Linked DNA regions of Mus musculus: region 2 is linked to region 1. Evidence: chromatin contacts called from public promoter capture Hi-C data. All regions are on one chromosome and are shown on one strand. Each heading gives the region's core, a stretch centred on a gene start, on an enhancer-like site or on the middle of the called end of the contact. The rest is flanking DNA. Distances are from core to core; before and after follow the strand shown. Region 1 holds the start of Usp30 (ubiquitin specific peptidase 30). Region 2 has its middle 23 kb from the start of Coro1c.

Region 1 (3,578 bases), core at 347-2,846:
GAGAACAGAATTCCTGAGGCTGGTCTCTGACCTCCACATGCAAGTCATGACACATGCCTCCCCAATAATTTTTTAAATTGGCTAAAGATTGTAAGATGGTTCCGTTGCTGTGGAAAACAATCTAGAAGTGTCTAAAAAAAAAGAATTAGCATATAAATCTATAATCTCATTACTTGATATATATCTGGAAGGGCTGAAAACAAGACCAGAAAGAGAGGGTTATGTGCCCGAGTTTATTGCCAAGAAGTGGAAACAACCTGAATGTCCATTGAGACATGGACAGGAGAGAGAAACTAGTACTTACAATGGAATATTACTTTCCTGTAAAAAAAGACTTTATGCCAAGTGAGCTAAGACAGTCACCAAAGAACTCTGAGCGACTCCTGTCCTGAGACAGCCAACCTCAACCTCACAGGAATAGAAATAGAATGGAAATTACTAGAACAGAAGACAGGAAGGGGGAGTTACTCAACACACACAGTTCGGCTTTGAGAAGAGAAATGGTATAAAGATCTGCAGCACATACAGCAGCATGCCCACACAAGAGAGGAATCTAAAAATTCTAACACCTTTTTTATTGTATGTATGACAGAGGGAGATTTGCAGCTGATAAATATCTAGTTTGTTTCCATGTTTTGCTGTTTTAAAGAGTGAATTCACAAACATTTGTGTGGGACTGTTTAGGACTTTGTATAAACCTAATAGAAACAGATTTCTAAGACACTGCATTTTAATTTATTGCATTTGTGTGTCTGTGCACTTGTGTATGCATGTGTATATATGTGTGCACATGTGCATGCAAGTGTATGTGCATGTGTTTGCATGTATTTGTATGTATCTGTATGTTTATAGGTGTGTGTGTGTGCACGCGTGTATATGTGTGCTGTGTGCATGTGAATGCATGCATGTATGTGTATACGTGTATGGGTATATATACTGTGCATATGTGTGCGTATGTGTAGTGTGCATGTGTATATATATACGTGTGTGTGTGCGTGTGCATGTGTGCACATATGCATGTGTGTGTATTGTGAAGTGTGCATCTATGTATAAATGTGCATGCGTGTGTGCAGGTGTATGTGTGTGCATATACGAGTGTAAGTGCAGGCATATGCATGTGTATGTGTGCATGTGTTTGTGCGCGCGCGCGTGTGTGTGTGTTGCGCACCACAGCACACATAGGAAGGTCCTGATAACTTTGGTTCTCTTCTACTGTATGGTTCTGGGCACTGAACTCAGGGTGTGAGATTTGGGGGCAGCTGTTTTTACCTACAGAGCCATCTTGCTAACCCCACATTTTAAAAAATCAAAGCTAGAGCCATCTATTTTTAAATTTTCCAGTTTAATAACAGCCTTTCCACATGAACCAAGCTCCGTCCTGGAGGCGGAGCAAATGCGAAGGCTCATAGCTTCCGAAGTGGTCCCCGGGCCCCGGGAAACCTCCCTTAGCAACGAATCAGGCTGCGGTTGCTAGGAGCAAAGGAACCGGGGAGGGGTCGTCCGTTCACTATTTCAGTCCGGTGTGACTAACTTCCGGTCCGTCCTCCTGGCTTCTTCCCCCCTCCGCCGAAGCGGGGTCGCCACCGCGGGTTCCTCCACTTTGCGAGCCTCCTGTCTTGGGCTCCTCATTCCGCTGCGGCGGGCGGGCGAGCGGGGGGCGGCGGCGGCAGCGGTAGCGGCGGCGGCAGCGAGCGCGATGCTAAGTTCCCGGGCGCAGGCGGCGAGGACGGCGGCCGACAAGGCCCTGCAGCGCTTCCTGCGCACCGGGGCGGCCGTCAGGTGAGTGGGTGGGGGTGCGGGGTGGCGGTGGCGGCCGCAGGGCCTCCAGGCCTGCGCGGACCCGGCCGAGGCGGAGGCCGCGGCCCGGCGTCGCCTCCTCGTCCCTGCTGTGGCCGCGGCCTGCGACGCCCCGCAGCCCCTCGCGGTGACCCCAGACTCGGGCTCCGGGCACACAATCTGCACGCCGCTGCTCCCCCGCAGTTTGTCAGATGCCGGTCTCCCACCTCTGCCATGCTGGAGATTCTCACTTCTGCATCCCAAACCGCTCCGGTTCCCAAGCTTCCGAAGGCTCCCAGCCGCTGAGCTCCCCAGGCTGTGACAATTCCAGGCTCTTCGTTCCTGCTAGGACCCCCGTCTGCACCCCAGCCCGGTTGATCTTCCCAAGGCCTGGGGCCACACCCCCGTTGCTCACCCTGACTGCTGGGACCTGTTGCTTGGGTTGGCTACCTTGGATACCGGGGCAGGTCTAACAGCATCTTATCCGGCTCTGAAGCCCCCCACCCCGTGTTTATTCCGCCCAGCGGCCCTATTTTACCAGGTGGGAAGGAAGGCTTGATTGGGCCTTGCGGCCTAACAGCTGACCTGAGAGCAGGGCTGGTGGCCAGCTTAATCTCACCCTCAGGCTCACGTACCGTCTTCATGGTACGGTTCTGCAGAAGAACTAGTCAATCAACACCATGCCTCGGTTTCCCTCGTTGAGTGTGTGCCGAGCAGGTGTGCTGTAACTGGCCCCCTCCTTCTCCCGCTGACTGCTTTTTAAGCCAAGGTCTGTGCACATTCTATGGACTCACCCTGGAAGAACAAAAAGATTTGAAACTGGTAATTAGCTGTGACATCGGAGAATGCTGGCCGTTGTCTGACGATTGCTGTTGTCACTAGTGATCCTTTTCAGGGAGTGTTTATTCAGCTGAGACCAATATTCATGCAGGCAGAATTAGGGGGACAGATCTTAGTGGTAGAGCATTTGTCTGTCCTGCATAAGGCCCTAGCTAGGGTCAGTCCCTGGTACCAGGGGAGGTGATCAACTTCATATAGTCCAAGCATTAGGTAAGAACGTATTACACACATGTCCACATGCAACATATATGTGGGTACATGTTACACACACGTTGCACGTATGTGTGGGTTGCCTTACTTGGAGATACAGAACTTTGTATAAAATTGTGTTTTGAATTACTGCTGCAGTTTTCTTAATTGTGGGAAAAAAGAATAGTGTCCACCTTCAAGTCTAGCCTGGAACGAAGAAATCTTTAATCGTATGAACATATAGATGTCCTCTTGTGGTATTGTTTCGTATTCTCAAAGAGAAATCCATTTTTAAAGCCAGGCCTGGTGCCACCGCTCTGTCACGAATTGCTCATGAGCCAGGAGGACTCTTGAGTTCAGAGCCAGCCTGAGCAACAACAACAACAACAACAACAAAACCCTAATTAAGTAAATAGGGAGAGCTTGGGGAGATGGTTCAGGTGTTCGACTGCCTATTGCATAAGCAACAAATGTGAAAACCAGAGTTGAGGTCACCAGAAGCCATGCGAGCACCAGGTGGCCTGGCATATTTCCTGCATCGGGAGGGAAGAAGCATGAGAGAGTGATGAGCTGTGCCAATGAGCTCTGGGCTCCCCACCCGAATGAACAAGCTACAGAGTGGTGACAAGGACTCCCAGTGTCCCTCCCCCTCCCCCATTTTCTAGTTAAGTGCTCAAGTATCCCAAATTCCAAGGCAAGGTCTTATTGGTACATATTACCTTAGATTTCAAGCTTGCTGGTTGGAGGGCTTATTTTGATGTAACATGTCACCT
Region 2 (3,789 bases), core at 44-2,543, 170 kb before region 1:
CACTAATACCTGTGACCTCATCACATGGGATCAACTCAGCCAGCCATCTAGTTTGACAGATCTGTGCAGACCCCTTCCAAGTCAGGGACTCCCGTTTAGTCTGCAGGTGTGTAACACTCCTCAGGCACGGGTCCTCCTGACTCCTCAGCACGGGTCTTCCTGGCTCCTCAGGCACGGGGTCCTCCCGGCTTAGGGTCACTCCTCCTCCATAACCTACAACTGACTGTCACCAAGACTGTATTTTATGGACTATCCATGAGAAACATCAGCAGCTCCTGAGACAACAGGGCAGTGAGTTGCATCTTGGAGAGACATAGGTTTGGGAAGTTCTGTGGGCGTGGCCGGGAGCGGGTCCAGGCAGGAAGTCAGGAAGCCTCTGGCCTGACTCAGGATCTCCTCTCTGGGTTTCAAAGAAGAAAACAGAGAATTAGCACTGGGTGTGGTAGCATCCATAAAGCCAACACTAGGAAGGCTGAGGCAGGGTAATTACTATAGACTTGAAGCCAGCCTGGGTTACAACGGGGTGAGACTTTGTCCCAAATAACAACAATATAAAAACAAAACAAAAAAGGTAGGCAGAGAGATGGCCCGGCTGTTAAGATACAGGCTACCTTCCAGAGGTCCTGAATTTGATTCCCAGCATCCACACAGAGGCTCATGAATTTCTGTGACTCCAGTCCCAGGGGATCTGATGCCTGGCTGACCTCTGGTATACACACACATACACACCGGCAAAATAGCCATACACAGAAAATAATAACTAATAAACACACTGCGATACAGCCTGCAACTCCAGCACTGGGTAAGTGGAGGCAGGAAGATCAGGAGTCCAAGGTTATCCTCAGCTATGCAGCAAATTCTAGGCCAACCTGGCTACAGGAGACCTTTTCTCCAAACAGCAAACCAAACTAAATCCAGAAAAGGAAAAAAAAAAAAAAAAAAAAAAAAGCAAAAGGGAAAAAAAAAATCCCAAAACCAAAAATAGAGAATTGAGAACTCTTCAGGAAATCTGCTTGAGTTAGATATGCAGCAAGCCTTGCTTCCCAGATAAATGTGTGTGTGTGTGTGTGTGTGTGTGTGTGTGTGTGTGTGTGAACTGTGCACATGTGTGCGGGAGATCTGGGACGTTTTTTTTTTTTCGGGACGTTTTCCTAATCCCTGCCCAGCTGCTGACTTTGTTCAGTCTGGTGCCCAGCCCGCCCAGGCCCTTCTTCGGCCAGAGCTCTCCTGCCAGGCGCCACCCCAGCCTTGTGTTGTGGCAGATGTTTTCGGATATACCATGGCAACCGCAGAACAGGATGTGCCTCTGCCTCTGGACGGCAGCAGCGCCAAGCCTACGCTCCCAGGCTGCCCTGTTCTCCTGTTCAGGATCCCTCCGGGGAAGAACTGCCCAGGACCTGGTTCTGGCTTTGAGAGTGGCAGATCCTGTACTTTGGATAGGGTCTGTCAGGACGGAGGTGTGCACATCCCTGCTCAAGGCTGCTTCTCTAGTGACCCTGTGTTTGTGACTCTTGGTCCTTAAAGGTAACGAGGAGGCAGGAAGCAGAGGATCTGGTCAGTGAATGGGTGGCCCATTGTTCTCAGACCATTATAGCTTGTCCTTGAAGGATGACTTGCGTCCCAACCTGGACCAACTACTTCACATTGTACATAAGACCGCAGCTCAGAGGGGCGTACTATGTGTTCATTGTCCAGTGATTTTCTTTTTCTTTTTTCTTTTCTTTCTTTCTTTTTTTAAGGTTTATTTATTTATTTATTTATTTATTATAAGTACACACCAGAAGAGGGCATCAGATCCCATTACAGATGGTTGTGAGCCACCATGTAGTTGCTGGAATTTGAACTCGGGGCCTATGGAAGAGCAATCAGTGCTCTTAACTGCTAAGCCATCTCTCTCCAGCCCATTGTGATTTTTTTCTATGTGTGCATGTGTGTGTGTGTGTGTGTGTGTGTGTATTTTTGGGAGGTGAGACAGGGTTTTTCTATATAATCCTGGCTGTCCTGTGATATATATATATATATATATATATATATTTTTTTTTTTTTTTTTTTAAATAGGATTTCCCTATGTAGCCCAGGCTGGTTTCAAACTCATAATCCTCCTGTCTCTGTCCTCCCAGCCATACAGCACAGAGCATGTGCCTGTGTGGAGTTCTGCATGTATTATTAGCAATCCTCATATGAGCAGACATTGCTGGCCCCACCGATAGCTCTGTCTTCACTACATTTTGTGTGCACAGCTGTTTTGTTGAGACAGGGTCTTAGTATGTAGACCAGGCTAGCTTTGAATTTAGGATCACCCCCCCCCCCTCCCTGGCCTCAGTTGCCTCAGTGCCAGGATCCACATGTGTGTGCCTATTTCAACCTCGGGCCCTACTTAGATATCCAATTTCAAGAACCATAGGAAACTTGGCTCTGATACAGCACTTTGGGGCGAAGAGCCCCCTCCCTCTTTTTCTTTACCTCTTTTCTGTTTTGTTTTGTTTGAGAAAGGACTCCACTATGTAGTTTTAGCTGGCCTGGAACTCACCATATAGTCCTGGCTGACCTCAGACACATAAAGATCCACCTACCTCTGCCTCCAGAGTCCTGGAATTAAAGGCATCCACTCCTGCCCCACCCTACACCCCAATTCTGCCAGAATATACCTTTTAAAAAATTCTTGCAATGGAATCTCACTTAGCCCAGGCTGTCCTGAGTCCATAGCCAAGATGAGCGTTAGATTTCTGGTCTTCCTGCCTCCGCCTCCCAAGTGCTAGGGTCACAGGTGGGCACCACCTCTCCTGGGTCCTCAGTTCCCTCCTGTCCTTAAGTTGCTAGTTGTCAGGCCTTGTCCCGACTGTGAATCTCCCTATCAGCTTGATGCTCCCAGCCCTTTGAACTGTTCCTGGCTTTTCTACATCTTCAAGAAGGTGGGCAGAGGCATGAGAGCGTCTCAGCCTCTGGGACAAGGTGAGACAAGCTTATCTTGAAAATGTGATTTCATGTAGCTCAGGCTGGCCTTGAACTTACTCTGTAGCCAAGGATGACCTCGAATCTCTGATCCTCCTGCCTTCACCTCTTCAGGGCTCGGCTTGCAGGCACATGCTATCATATACAAGTTACTGTTTACTCCCACCCCCCATCCCCACCCCCCACCCCTGCCATGGTGCTAAGGGTTGAAGTTCAGCCTTGTACCCACTAGGAAAATTCTTGATCCTTGAGTCACATCTCAACCTTGAGAATCGGGCTTTCAGTATTAGATGCGGGTACAGGTACGTCCTCCTCCGGCTTGGGAGTGAATAAATAAGATGCTATTGAACATTTTTATCTGCTGGAACAGTTTACCAAAAAAGTAATCTCAGGCTGAAACTGGGTTCTTTACATGTCTACTTTAGGATACATAGGCAGTTTCCCCTTAAAACATACTGAATACTGTGCTGGAGAGATGGCTCAGCGGTTAAGAGCACTGATTGCTCTTCTAGAGGTCCCAAGTTCAATTCCCAGCAACCACACAGTGGATCACAACCATCTGTAACGGCATCCGATGCTGTCTTTAGGTATGTCTGAAGACAGCTACAAAGTGCTGATGTACATAAAATAAATAAATCTTTAAACACACACGCACACACACACACACACACACACACACACACACGGTGAAGACCATATGAAAGAGGCATAGCCAAGGAGCATGGGGCATGAAGTGGTGCCGACTTCGTAGGGCCTTGGTCCATCTTCCCATAACACACAAAAAGACATCAGGGGCTTTAAAGATGGCGTGGTGGCTAAGGGCACAGTTGCTTCTCT

Evidence for each region. Promoter capture Hi-C pulls out the DNA fragments that hold promoters and counts their contacts.
Region 2: a promoter capture Hi-C map of liver shows a contact between it and region 1. The contact joins the enhancer-like site here to the promoter of Usp30 in region 1. A contact is called at or near these places in 4 of 39 promoter capture datasets (the HPC-7 cell line, embryonic stem cells, liver and 1 more) and 2 of 9 other capture datasets (adipose tissue and liver).

Annotation. Positions count from the first base shown.
Region 1 is chr5:114,098,737-114,102,314 of GRCm38.p6, forward strand. Usp30 (ubiquitin specific peptidase 30) reads left to right here and starts at 1,597. Exons shown (of 13, transcript NM_001033202.3): 1 at 1,597-1,779. The coding sequence starts at 1,697.
Region 2 is chr5:113,929,803-113,933,591 of GRCm38.p6, forward strand. No RefSeq gene overlaps it. Among named protein-coding and RNA genes, the nearest start is that of Coro1c, 23 kb to the left of the region's middle. Within about 2 kb of position 1,294, at least 129 of the 459 cell types and tissues checked have an H3K27ac peak or open chromatin away from gene starts, as enhancers often do. A contact at or near this core is called in the HPC-7 cell line, adipose tissue, embryonic stem cells and 1 more, where this site is marked.